2 separate regions of the Sus scrofa genome follow, and region 2 is linked to region 1. A link is a contact called in public Hi-C data. All regions are on one chromosome and are shown on one strand. Each heading gives the region's core, a stretch centred on a gene start, on an enhancer-like site or on the middle of the called end of the contact. The rest is flanking DNA. Distances are from core to core; before and after follow the strand shown. Region 1 holds the start of ING2 (inhibitor of growth protein 2). Region 2 overlaps TRAPPC11 (trafficking protein particle complex subunit 11).

Region 1 (3,786 bases), core at 1,239-3,738:
AAGTCCATATGGCTGGTTACACATTAAGTCCCAGATCTGTTCCTTGATTCAGGGTTATTAAACGCAAACGGCTCCCCATTTAGACTCCCCTTCTGGCGAAAGGCGAAAGGGCCACCAATGGAAAATAATAAATAATACTTTCTGTAAGAAAAGCTGAGCCCCAGTCCTAGCCTCCTGGATCGGACCACAAAGGGTGACTAGTGCCTCAATCACTTAAACTTGGCAAGAGGAGGGACTCAGGGTTTAAGGGACGCCAGGCGGTTGCCCAGTCAACCAACCCACATCCTCCAAGGGCCCGGAAGTGACGCAAGGCCCGGAACCTACGCGGTGCCAGGGTCAGGGACGATCCCAGCATCTGACAGTGTCTTTGTCGTGATTGAGTGGTTCGGAAAAAGTAAAAAAAAAAAATCACAACAAACAGTCCCAGATCCCAACACTGAATCTCCTGAGAACGAGCTAACTTCCCGCACAGCTCCCACCCGTTTCCAACCAGCTAGCTTCGCCCAACTCTGTGCGAGACCAGCCATCCCCGACACTGGCCATTCCCGAGACCGGCGGGAGCGCGCGTGTCCTCGCCCCTCCCATGTCCTACGTCACGGCCTCAGGCCCCGCCCCCAAGTGGGGGCCCTCCCCGCCACACACACACACACACACACACGCGCGCGCGCGCACACACACACACACACACACCCTCTTCCTTCCCCGCAGGGACCCCCCTAGCCCTTTAACCATTTGGCTGAACAAGTTGGGAAAGGCTACGGCCCGGAACTTTCCCTGGGGCGGGAGAGGAGACTACTATTCCCGAGTCCGGAGCCTGAGAGCCGACGGAGGGACCTCCCCGGAGGCCGCCTTCGCAGCCCTCTAGCCCCCTCCCCCTCGCACGTTCCAATGCATCTGCTCTCAAGGAGTGGGGGCCCACCTGGGGGGTGGGGAAAGCCAGGCCCAGGAGACCAGCGGGAGTCCGGCCGCGGCCGGCCGCTCACTCCCCACAGCCCCGCCTGGCCGTACACTCCCCGGCCGGGGCAGGAGGGTCTGCGGCACCGGGCAGGGGAGCGCCGGAACAAATGCTTGCTGCTTAAAATGGCTGATTCCCCTCCACACCAGCTGCAGCCTCCGGGTCTGCAGCGGGGGCTGTCGAGCCGCCCCCACCTCCACCCTTGAGACTCCAAGAGAAGTCCTCGCCGACCGCAGGGGGAAGGGAGGGCCGCGAACCCCGTCTCCAGTCCCGTTCTCCCGTCCCACACACCAGACCCCTCTGTACACTCGGGGAGACTGTCACAGGAGAAATGGAAAGCGGCACTTCCCCAGGCAGGCTCCGAGGGACCGTGCCCGGCGGCCAGCGGATGAGTTGGGGGAGGACCCGCACAGGCAGTCCCGCGGCCCCTACCTTGATATTTGTTGTCCAACTCTCGCAGCACGGACACGTTCCTCTGCATGTCGTGGGGCAGCGACTCCACACACTCGAGGTAGTCCTGCACGTAGCAGGTGAGAAGCCGGCTCCGCTCCCCGGTCAGGAGTGCGGCCGACGAGTAGAGTTGCTGCTGCTGCTGCCCTAACATCCTGCCGCCGCTGCTGCTCCTCGCCGCCGCCGCCGCCGCCGCCTCCGCATCCAGCAGCCACTCATGCAACAGCCACGGCCGCCGCGGCTCCTCTGCTCCGCAGCCCGGCGCCGCGGGGACACCCGCAGCCGCTCAGGAGGGCACAGCCGAGTCCCCCGATCTCCACTCCCCCCAAAAAGAAGCCCTCACTCCCCGCCCCCGCGGTAACAAGCCCAGGGGCGGGGCGAGATCTGGGCTCCCTCCTTTTTCCCCTCCCTCCCCAGGACTAGAGCAGCGGGGATCCCCCCAGCGGAGCTGGCGCCGGGGTCCCGGGCGTTGACACTTCCTGTCCCCCTCAAAATCCCCAGATGCTACCGATGCCGCTTCGCAGCTCGGAACCCCATGACAAGCCTTTCGCTGCCCCTTTCCTCCCAATCACCCTCGGTGCCTGTCGGAGAGTCTCTCACTGGATTGCCCCCGCCCCTCCGGCTGCGGACGCGTCTGCGCCTGCGCAGGCCTCCCTCCTAATAAGGCCGGGGGCCCGCCCCTACCGCCCTACCGAAAGGTTCGCATTCTCCCGCCTTCCCTCCGCCACCCGGGTGATTGGTCTGTAAACTCTCGGCCCGGGGCGGGGGGAGGGTGCGAAGGGCAGCCAAACGGCAGGCTGCGCACCGCCCCCTCTTAAAGGGGAAGCACTGTCAAGTCCACCTCTTTGCTCAAGGTCTGAATGGGACTTGCGGGGGCTGACGGCTGAGTCCTCCCTTTCGTCCTTCCCACAGGGAGGGGGAAGCTTGGACCAGCTCCCCCAGCCCGGTGTTACCGACTTTTCCCCCATCAGGTGGATCAAGCGCGGCCCCTCGCAAGCCTTAAAAGGAGCAGCGGGCGGTGGCTCTCCGCCGCGACCCTGGAGGGAGGCCTTGCGGGTCGACGCGGCGGCTTGCAGCGGGCGCGGCTCCGAGCATGCGCGGCGGCTGTGTGCCCGCCCGCTCGGCACCGCCCTCGGGCTCGGTCCTCCTCCCGCCGCGGCCTGTAGGCTCCCGGAGCATCCGGGGCTGATCGCGGAGGTAGGCGGTGCCCCCACAGCCCCCTGAGGTTTCTTTCTCCCTTAGTCGATCCGTGTTTTGAATCTCCTGGCTTCAACGAGGTCCCACCCTTCCTCAGACGCGGGGCCCCCCCGCGCCGTCCCACGACCGTGCAGGTTTTGTCCACCCTCCCGCTCTTGGGAGATCGAGTTTAGTGTGGGCTGACTGCCCTGAAAACTGTCCAACGGGTAACCTTAAAAAAAGAAAAAGAAAAAAGTTTCCCCCCGGGGGATCAGAACGTTTAAGCATTAAACGTCGGCTAGGGCTTCCTGGCGGCTTGAGGTTCACCACCACCTTAACATCTTTCTCCTCTAAGACAGAAAAACACTGGGGGGCCCGAGGACAAGGGGTGGTGAAGACGCGAGGAAAAACCTAATTAGGAATCAGGTTCACGTCCTCATCTAGGTGATCGGTCGACAGGGTTTAATTTCTGTCTTTTGTAAACTGAAATGCCAGGCAGAGGAGCTAATTTTAATTTCAGATGGACTCAGTTTGTATAATGACGTGTGTTTTTGGAAGAAACGGGTGTAAAGAGAACTAATACAAAGAGAATTTTAATGGCGTGCCAAAGTAAACAAACACTATTGTGAGTAGCACATTTGAGTTAAAAAGAAAACGTGAGTGGGTGATAAATTTGGATTTCTCCTTATATCCATTTGGTTCGCCGCGGTGGTGCACTTGCATGGTGACCTATTTAGAGTACTTTTGAAATAGCTGTTAATAGTATGGTTACCATTGACATGCAAAGAGAAATCTAGACCTTGAGGTACAGGATATTTTAAATTTTAAAGCCGAAACAAAGCATTCTTGGAAATTTGAGTCTTGGGAACAAAGTAATATTACACAGGACTCGAAGATTGTCATGTGCTATTTTCCTGTGACACTTTGAGGTTTTGACCACTTCAACCCAGGCAGTGTAGTATTGTATTTCAGAGAATCATCTAGGTTTCTTATTGTTGTCCTCCTTTAAATCTCTTAGGTTAAGCAGCCAGATCTTGTCAAAAAACAGTCACTGTGAAAAATTGAATTTTATCACTTTTTGCCTGAACCTTACTAGTTTTGTTTACACATAGATTTAAATCGGTTAGGGTTTTTTTGAAGGCCCCAAATAATGCACAATGTCTTATTATTTATTGATTCTGATTAGACATAGAATGCACCTATGA
Region 2 (3,661 bases), core at 803-3,302, 87 kb before region 1:
AAAAAAAAAACATTCAAACACTACAGTTATTTTAAACCAAAGTGTTTTCAAGAATTGTATTTATAAGACTTGAAAGTGATATCCTGACAGAAGATTACTTCATTACTTCATGAAGTCTGGTTTACTTCATTAGAAAGATAAAAAGTGATGCAAAATATAACCTGATTTTTTTAGGTAAAAAACCCTAAAGATAAGACCTTTCAAAAGTCATTTAAAATTATTTACAACCCAAGAAATAACTAACAAAAATAACTTTCTGGTAATCTGTATAAACTAGGTAATCTCGGAGTTCCCATCATGGCTCAGCGGAAACGAATTCAACTAGTATCCATGAGGTTGCAGGTTTGATCCCTGGCCTTGCTCCATAGGTTAAGGATCTGACGTTGCTGTGAGCTGTGGTGTAGGTCACAGACAAGGCTCGGATCTGGCGTTGCTGTGGCTGTGGCGTAGGCTGGCAGCTGTAGCTCCGATTAGACCCCTAGCCTGGGAACCTCCATATGCCTTGGGTACAGCCCTAAAAGGCAAATAAATAAATAAATAAATAAGGTAATCTCCCACCCTTATTATTTAATAATTTTATAACTTCATAAAAAGCATGAAAGACACAGATATCTAATACTCAATTAAATCTGACCATTTTTTGTGACTTTAATATTTAGGGTCTAAAGAATAAGAAAACTTTTTTCCCATTATTATAATGGGAAAAGGACAAAAAATAAGAACTGGCAAAGGAAGTGAAAAATAATATTTGTATAAACTGGAGTTCCCATCCTGGCTCAGTGGTAATGAATCTGACTAGTATCCATGAGGATGCAGGTTCAATCCCTGGCCTCGATCAGTGCGTTAAGGATCCAGCATCGCTATGAGCTGTGGTGTAGGCCACAGATACAGCTTGGATCTGGCATTGCTGTGGCTGTGGTACAGGCCAGCAGCTACAGCTCCCATTCAACTCTGGGCCTAGGAACCTCCATATGCCACAGGCAAAGTCCTAAAAAGACCAAAAAAAATATATATATATATAAATTAAATGCTGCTTCATTCGAAAACTATGAAATTACAGAGAAACCTAGAAAATATGACCAGAGATGGATAAACATCTCAAAGTCCCATTTGTAAAAAGAACTACATAATAGAAGTAACTCCCCAAGGGCATGAAAGAAAGCTGAATTCAAAGTCAGATAAACACTGGACTTAAATTAAAAAAAAAAAGACTGAACGTCAAGGCTCTTCCTCCTTAGAATAAAATAGAATTTCGAAGCTGTATTCAAAGGGTTTAGACACATCTAAGGAAAATATGTAAGGGAAAAAAAAATGGATTAGTCAAAACTTTAAAATTCAATATACTTCCTAGGTTAAGATTTTTTATTTTTAAAACTACATTTTTTTAAATGTTAAAATATGAAAATAATTAAAATCAAATTCTAACTTTGAATCACATAATTTTTGAAAGATTAAGCCGAACTGGAGAGTTCTACTAATAGGAAACAGAAAGTCTAACCTTTTGATAGTCAGAAATATGTCTATAAGTTATTCCGAATGACTAATACACAAAAACAAAAAATTCTTCTTAATGGAGAAATCTAGATTATGTCACTAAAGATGAAAGACAAATTTGGTTTTGGTTTTCAAGTTGGATGTGTATTTGGTGATAAAACACTTGTTGAACAGTTAATACATAGAACTGAGCACAACAGGCCTGATAAATCCTATTATTTTCTTTAAACTTAACACAAAATAAAATCCCTCCCTCCCTTTACATAAGAGGGTTGTTACAGAGATATCTCTGAATATAGGCTAAGTGCTCTAAGACTTTATAACTTAAATCAAACACTTCCATTCTATTTGAGGGTAGCAGTTTTTAAGTTGTTTTTTTTTTTAATCTACACACACACACGACCTGCTCAAAAAACAAAAAGGAATGACAATCTAATCAAGAAATGAGAAGGTTAGTAAAAAGGCCATTCTTTTAATGGATATCCCAAGATTATACTGCTGAGGCACCAGCAAAAAATTAAGAATGCTTTTCTGAGGAAGCAGACCTTGAGTTTGAGCTGTACAACCAGAAATCCAACTAGTTCAGTCTTCCCATTCAGTGACTTAAACTAGCTGAGTGTTAAGTATCCAGGCTTTTCCATGACATTCCTCTGCCTCCAAATAGCCACAACTTCCCTCCCACTAACCTACACCTTCACAGCATAGCTGTGGACCTTCCTGGACCACATCTATCCATGTGTTCCCTGAAACCCTAGAGGACTGACAAGCTCGATCATGATTTCACGGTGCAATGCTTTCTGGTATTTAGCATGGGTGTTTTCACTCTCACCAACTAAATTTAGTTCCTCCATGAAGGGAGGAACCTACTCAACTTGTTCAGAACCAGACAAGATATTCCCACACTCACCACACAAGCACACGTGGATATATACATATACACATGTATAAAATGCATACAGACACTTGCATTTTTAATTTATTATCTGACCTGCCTCAAAAGAGAACTGATTCTACCAGGTATCTTTTTTTTTGGCTTTTTTTTTAGGGCCTCACCTGCAGCACATGGAGGTTCCCAGGCTAGGGGTCGAATTGGAGCTATGGCTGCTGGCCACAGCCACAGCAACGCAAGATCCGAGCCGCATTTGCCACCTGTACCACAGTTCACGGCAATGCTAGATCCTTAACCCACTGAGCAAGGCCAGGGATCAGACCTGCGTCCCCATGGATGCTAGTCAGATTCATTAACCGCTGAGCCACAACAGGAACTCCTCTACCAGATATCTTAGATTAAAATTTTGATTACAGGGAACTCCCTGGTGGCTCAGCAGGTTAAGGATCTGGCATTGTCACTGCTATGGCTCTGGTCGCAGCTGTGGCACATGTTTGATCCCTGGCCTGGGCACAGCTGGGGCAAAAAAGTAGAAAAAATTTTTGATTACAAGCAGTTCCCTACTCTAGTGACTTATCAGAGATACGTGGTATTCATCTCAGCCAAATTAGTACAAAGGTACCATAATCTGCTGCCACTGCCCTAGCACATCAATTAGGCACAGTTTTTAGAGGATACAAACACACCTTAGCCACTACAGCTGAACTCTGAAAAGCTCTCACTAACTAACACTCAAGAAACAGAGCTATCAGTTTCCATGTGAAGGACATTCAAGCTTCCAAACTACAGATGCAGGAGTTCCCGTCGTGGCTCAGATGAAAATGAATCCAACTAGGAACCATGAGGTTTCGGGTTTGATCCCTGGCCTTGCTCAGTGGGTTAAGGACATGGTGTTGCTGTGAGCTGTGGTGTAGGTCAGAGGCGGCTTGGATCTAGCGTTGCTGTGGCTCTGGCGTAAGCTGGCAGCAACAGCTCCGATTCGACCCCTAGCCTGGGAACCTCCACGTGCTGCAGGTGCGGCCCTAAAAGACAAGGGGAAAAAAAAAAACCTATAGATGCAGATTTAAGTCCAAAAGAAAAGATGCTTTCCTGAATTTTGCCAACCACGTAATAGGCAAAAATATCCCCACAACTCTGGGGGACAGAGGAAGGAACTCCTGAATACTTACAAGGAAGTTACTACTGAAGTTAGGTCGTGGGCTAAAAGCTGAACATACTGAGGATAAAGTGGAGCAGAAGCAAATGTATCATCCCTCCCTCTTTCGCCCTTTAGCGGGG

What was found. A called contact is a pair of places that touch in the nucleus more often than the background predicts.
Region 2: a contact with region 1 is called in a Hi-C map of skeletal muscle, with 4 times the contacts expected there. The contact joins the enhancer-like site here to the promoter of ING2 in region 1. A contact is called at or near these places in 2 of 47 Hi-C or Micro-C datasets (skeletal muscle and subcutaneous adipose tissue) and 2 of 2 datasets of contacts at active chromatin or transcription factors (alveolar macrophages and skeletal muscle).

What each region holds. Positions count from the first base shown.
Region 1 is chr15:44,916,297-44,920,082 of Sscrofa11.1, reverse strand. ING2 (inhibitor of growth protein 2) reads right to left here and starts at 2,488. Exons shown (of 2, transcript XM_003133342.5): 1 at 1,388-2,488. The coding sequence starts at 1,559. It overlaps LOC100621235 (a long non-coding RNA gene), which reads left to right and starts at 2,517. Exons shown (of 5, transcript XR_001301384.2): 1 at 2,517-2,602.
Region 2 is chr15:45,002,897-45,006,557 of Sscrofa11.1, reverse strand. All of the region lies in intron 5 of TRAPPC11 (trafficking protein particle complex subunit 11), which reads right to left. Among named protein-coding and RNA genes, the nearest start is that of TRAPPC11, 15 kb to the right of the region's middle. Within about 2 kb of position 2,052, at least 3 of the 83 cell types and tissues checked have an H3K27ac peak or open chromatin away from gene starts, as enhancers often do. A contact at or near this core is called in skeletal muscle, where this site is marked.